2 separate regions of the Gossypium arboreum genome follow, and region 1 is linked to region 2. A link is a contact called in public Hi-C data. All regions are on one chromosome and are shown on one strand. The core of a region is the stretch at or near the end of the contact, and the rest is flanking DNA. Distances in the headings are between cores, read along the strand shown. Region 1 has its middle 9.3 kb from the start of LOC128296415. Region 2 has its middle 17 kb from the start of LOC128279961.

Region 1 (3,087 bases), core at 491-2,990, 360 kb before region 2:
ATACAAACAAAACTGTTGAACTGGCATTGAAACTACTTCCGTAAGAAATGTATGACTTTGGTTTCTTGGATAACATACATTTATACATAGATATATAAATTGGTGGGTACTGAGCTGACTGTCAAGATAAAGACTTTGCTAAACTAGTATCATCCTTCAGTAAAAGGTTTTCTTTACTGTCATATTTTCTCTGGCGCCCTATTTCACCAGTCTCTTTCATTTCTGCCTCCTATAAACCATTGGTAAGGCAAAGTTTGACTGTGTGATGAGATTGATTTCAATGAAATGAAAACAACAATAGTAATAAAATTAGTTATTATAGCATGAGATTAAATATTATAGTAATGATATTACAATCAGTTGTAAAATATGTGATTAGATTTAATTACTTTTATAATGGGCATGTGAGAATAAAAAATAATTATTAAGGATACTAGGAAAAGAATGGTACATAATTGAAGTTTAAATTATTTCATTTTCATAAAAATTTTAAAAATAGGTTAAATTGTAATTTTACTAATTAAATAATATATCATGATATTTTTATTATTGATGTAATTATTTATTATTTATTTAAATAATTATTTTCTTTAATTCAAATGTTTTTACTATTGTTTGTAAGCAAACAACAATGAAAATAGCAAAACAACGTGCAAATAGAAATGAGCAAAGAGGGAAGAAAGAAATATGAGAAGAGTGGCTAGTGTTAAAACATGAAAATAAAATAGGATTTATTGTAACATTTAGGGGGTCTCGTTGATCGAATATTACATACAACTTATAGTGTAATATTTCGAAATAAGATTAGAATGTTTGAATTCTCAATATTCCGATTATTTAGTAATCTTATATTCTTAAACAATATCGAAATGCTATAATATAGAGTGTAATCTTATTACGACCACTTTTTCAGATTTCTAAGATTCTAAAAACAGTCTGAACTTTAAAAAACTCAATAGAAAAAAGGAGTCAAGAGTGCTCTCATTGAACTTCCCGAAGAAACAGCGAGTACTGTGGTTGGGAAGAAGATGAGCGGTGTCTTCGAATCGAAGGACGAAAAAAACGAAATTGCTCTCCTTGAGGAGGAGTTAATCCAACTAACGGTGAAAAATTCATTAGTAACTCCATCAGAAAATCTGACGCTGATCTGCTCTATTTGTACAAAGAAAACATATAATCCAGATAGCTTGCGAGCACAATTACGAAGCATATGGAAAACAAAAAAGAAGTTCGAGATTCTTATCGCAGGGCAAAATCTGTTTACGATCTCTTTTAAAGATGAGGAGGACTTGGAACAGATCTTGGAAAGGCATCCATGGCTAATTCGAAAACAATTAATCATTTTTGATAGACTGACGCAACCTCTGGAGAGAAACAAGAATCAACTAACCTTCTCCCTGTTTTGGATGAAAGTTGGCCCGTGTCCACCAGAATGTGACAAAAAGGATTTGATGCATGCAATTGGATCTACTTTTGGGGGAGTTATTAGATCTGATATAAAAGGGGAATTCTGTTGAATCAAAGTTAACCTAGATGTTCAAAAATAATTAAGAAAGGGTGTCTTTGTTTCTCCGAATGAGAAAGAGAAAATATGGATGAAAATATGGATATCCTTTAAATATGAAAATCTCCTAACTTTCTATTTTGGTTGCGGAAGAATGGGCAATGAGATTAAGGAATGTTCGGAAACAAGCCCGGAAGATCGTATAAAGGTAGATGATGAGCATCCTTTCTCAATAGCACTTAAGGCAAAATCTTCCATGGTAGGGAAAGAATGTCTAATTTTTGGATCAATACAGAAAAAATCAATGAAGCAATGTTTTTACGCGGGAGAGGAACTGGGGAAAAAAGAAGATGCTCTTTTGCCAGAAAAGTCTATTCCATATCGTCGGCCGGAGAGTGAAGTTAGATCGATAAAGAACTCCGGGAAGTGGGAAACGGAGAAAATACAGGAAAATTCCGAAGAAAGAGATTCTAATTTTTCTCCCTAAGTTTTGGCTACAAAAGAGGAAGAAGAGTCCAAAAAGAATTGGTGCCCTACAACAGATACTTTAAATGCAAACTCTAATTAGTGGGACCTAGAGGTGGAGCAGGCCATCATAAATTGGTATTGTGCTACGGAAAATGATAAAAAAAATCTGAGGATAAAGGGCCCATTAATCCAAAAGAAATATTTCAATTGGGCCACAAAAAAAGAAGCTGGCGCCGATTAAACCGTAAGGGAAATAGCGACTCAAATATGACTGAGCTTACAATAGGTAAACGAAAACTAAATCAAGAGGAAGCGTCCGATTTTGGACCATTAGCTGAAAACATAACAAAAAACCAAGAACTGATGAGGGAAATTTGGATGGTAGTACAATAATGGAGATGATGAGGTCTATAGAGGATGAAGATGTTTTTTCACAAATTATATCAGCGGCTGGCAAATGGCCAGCTAACCGAAACCAATGAAAATTCTATGCTAGAATGCCAGAGGTTTGGGGAATCCTCAAGCTTTTCGAAGGCTTCAACACACGTTGAAGATATATAAAACCCAAATGGTCTTCTTAATGGAGACAAAATTAGATTGTATCCGAATGGAACGTCTTCGAAAACGGTGTGGTTTTCTTAATGGGATGGATATTCCAGGTAATGGTTCGCAAGGTGGGTTAAGTCTTGCATGGAATGGAAACAATCTAGTTCATGTCTGTAGCTATTCAAAAAATCATATTGATGTGGAAATTAATGAAGAAGATAATCCATATACGTGGCAATTCACTAGATTTTATGGCAATCCCAGTCATTCAAACAAGCAAGAGTCATGGAATCTACTTCACCGACTAAGGAACAATTGCTTAATACCGTGGTGTGTCTGTGGAGACTTCAATGAGATCATGTATGCACACGAGAAAATGGGAGGGGCAATAAGAGACGAAAGGCAGATGGAGGAATTTCGAAAAACCCTGGAAGAATGCGATCTAGCAGATATGGGATATAGTGGACAAAAATTTACTTGGGAAAAAGGTAATTTTGCGGATACAAACATAAGGGATCAGCTCAATAGGAGAGTAGCAAATTCGGAATGGCTGAATTTATTTTTTTATT
Region 2 (3,010 bases), core at 315-2,814:
TGATATTTATACAGGTGACGCTATTCTACATGGCTCCACCAAAAAATTAATTTTTTATGCTCCCCACTAACGTGGCAAGTTGGTGGCGCCATATAATTTGGCTCCACCAACTTTTACTGTGGATTTCAGGTCATTTTGGTGTTTTATTAAAAAAATAAGTCATTTTAATATTTAATTAAATTTGATGAGTTATTTTAATAAAAAAACTCGAAAACAATGTCATTAATGCTAATAAAAGTGATCAAATGAAAGGATTTTTACTAAAATAATATAAATCTAATTTTATTTATAAAAATATAATATAGTGTTCCCATACTTCAAATCAACACAATGACGATTTGGGAGAATGACAGAGAAAATTGAGTTCTATATCAACATCACCTTCTGTTTCCAAAACCCACAACCTCAATCCAACTCAATATTAAATCCCACTCAACCTTATTTAATGCCCCATCCTAAATTACTATATAAATCCCTAAAAAGCTAAACTCATCTCACACAACTCCAATAAAAATTAATTCATCCGATTTTAATTAAATAAATAATTTTAAAATTTTAAAAAATGTAAAATTGATTCAATCAATTATGAACTATTTTCTAAGATATCAACTCATTTTTTTTATCCAAATCTAAATATCAATCATTTTCGGCAGTCTTAATGAAAATACTCAATAACTCATTTTATTGAACTCTTCTATTCCCAAGAAGGATGTATGCAAATCTTGATAACTTAAACATATCATGTTGAAGATATGTTCCTTTATGTAGTTAAAGTGATATGTCACAAATTTAGGCATTAGCGAAAATCAAGGGCATAGATTAAGTTCACTTATCATGTCATAATTGAGGACATGTACTAGACGCATCAAAGTAAATTTTTTTTTACCTTAATAACCTGACATTATAGGATGGTAAGTGATAAGTATGTTTACTTGAGCAATCCGACAAGACACTTTGTAAAAAATAAATATAAAATTTTATTAATATATTAACTAGGATAAAAAGTTCAAAATAGGTTGAATTAGATTTATAATTTTTTTTAAAAAAAAAGTTCAAAAACTAAAATCAATTGGAAATATTTTTCCACAACTTTTTAATGTAGGAGTTGTGTGAGATGAGTTTGGGTTTGGGAGGTTTATATAGTGATTTAGGGTGGAAGTAGTAAATAGGGTTGAGGTTTATGTTGGGTTGGTTGTGTTCTCGCACACATGGCTCCATTTTCTGTGCTCTCTCCAATTGCCACCAACTGTGTCAATTTAGGGTATGGAAAACGAAAAGTTCTTTTTATTATTCAATTTATATTATTTTAATAAATAAAATTGAATCTATATTACTTTAGTAAAAAAATATTATTTTAATAAAATTCCATCAAATGAGTGTTTTTGAGTGAAGGAGGTGGAGTAATTAATTGACATTAACCGCTTTTCTTCTTTCAAGATAATATCATTTTGATCTATGAGTTTTAGTACCCATTTTCGTAATGGGTATTTTTGGGCCACTTCTAACCATTCTGAAAGATAACCCTATGGATCTTGTATTGCTTAAGCTTTTGCTTGAAGGGAAGTAAAGAGTTAAGTGGCAAATATCCATTACCCAACCCAAACCCATCAATGTTGGATGCATTGCAGAACATGACTTGGAAAAAAATGTTTTTCCTTTTTTTCTTTTTATGTTTGTCTCACGAAAATAAATCGCTCAATAGAAATAAACTTTTCTTTCTAGAAATTGTTGAAAAGGGTAAATGATTTTGTCGAAAAGGAGCTCCGTAATATGATTTTTAGACAAAAATTAACTTGAATCATATAAAACATTATTATGTTAATAATAAACTTATTAAAATTATTGAAACAATCGACTCTATATGAAAAAAAAAAAATCAAAATAATCAAACAAACTTCTTCAGTTTAATTTGGTCAATTTTGGCGGTATTTAATTTTTCTACTTATTTATTTATAAAACAGAAAAAAAAAATTGTATTGAATTAATTAATTGGATTTTGGAATTAATATGGGTATTCGGTCTATTAATTTAGTTTGGAAGCCCAAAATTAGACTTGAATAAATCATCAAACCCATTACCTTGACTGAATAAATTGAAAATCGACTTTTTCCATTAAATTGATTAACTAATTAGATTTTTGCTTATCCCTAACTTGAAGTGCTAAGGAGGTTGAGCCATGATTTTTGCTCAGTTCATAATGAGGCTTCTTGTTTATACATGATTGATGATGTATTGGTTTGAGATATTTTCTTCAAGGGCAACGAAATGAGCTTGAATGCTCGGTAGTTATTGTAAGGTGAAGGTGAGCTAGAGATATGAGAGTTTGTGCTTTGGAATGCTCTCTGATGTTTAAGTCATTACACATTAGAAAAATATGAGCTCAAACTAATGAAGAAAATAGAGTAAAAATAAAAAAGAAAGTGAGGAAGAATAGTTGTTTATGTCTTTGGTCTTAAGACTGCCATTATTTATTATTGATTTGCAAAAGTGACCAGAGAACACAAATGAGTTCGCCTTGTACTAAATTATAATTGTGTTTGTATTGGGATAATTGAGCATGTGCTAAATGTGCGTTGGAATAGTTTGTTAGGCTGTTAGCTATTAACTATTAACACCTAACAGATTGAGTTGTTTGCAAGTATTAACAGTATTTATTAATCTGTTAATAAATTGTTAACAATAGTTGATTAATTAGTATATAAACACTGAATGTATGCATTCTACTACTTATAATGATTGAAAATGAGTTTTATCTCAAAAGCTTTCTTTCTTCTTTAACTTTTCTGCTTTTCATTGTTCTTTGTTTTTATGTTTGATCATTGTTCATCAGTTAGAGTTTTACTGTTGTGGTATTAGAGTATTTGATTGTTGTTATTTAATTCATTTTTCATATTAATTGAATCACTTTTCTTGTTCTCATGGCGCAAATTGTAACATCACAACATGACAGCCCTATTGCTTTTACCACCAGTATTGCAATGGCTTCCGGATCTGCCACTATTCTATCGAC

What was found. A called contact is a pair of places that touch in the nucleus more often than the background predicts.
Region 1: a contact with region 2 is called in a Hi-C map of leaf, with 2.8 times the contacts expected there. The contact joins two enhancer-like sites. A contact is called at or near these places in 2 of 5 Hi-C or Micro-C datasets (both in leaf).

What each region holds. Positions count from the first base shown.
Region 1 is chr8:29,146,319-29,149,405 of ASM2569848v2, reverse strand. No RefSeq gene overlaps it. Among protein-coding and RNA genes, the nearest start is that of LOC128296415, 9.3 kb to the left of the region's middle. Within about 2 kb of position 1,740, at least 2 of the 2 cell types and tissues checked have an H3K27ac peak or open chromatin away from gene starts, as enhancers often do. A contact at or near this core is called in leaf, where this site is marked.
Region 2 is chr8:28,783,110-28,786,119 of ASM2569848v2, reverse strand. No RefSeq gene overlaps it. Among protein-coding and RNA genes, the nearest start is that of LOC128279961, 17 kb to the right of the region's middle. Within about 2 kb of position 1,564, at least 1 of the 2 cell types and tissues checked has an H3K27ac peak or open chromatin away from gene starts, as enhancers often do. A contact at or near this core is called in leaf, where this site is marked.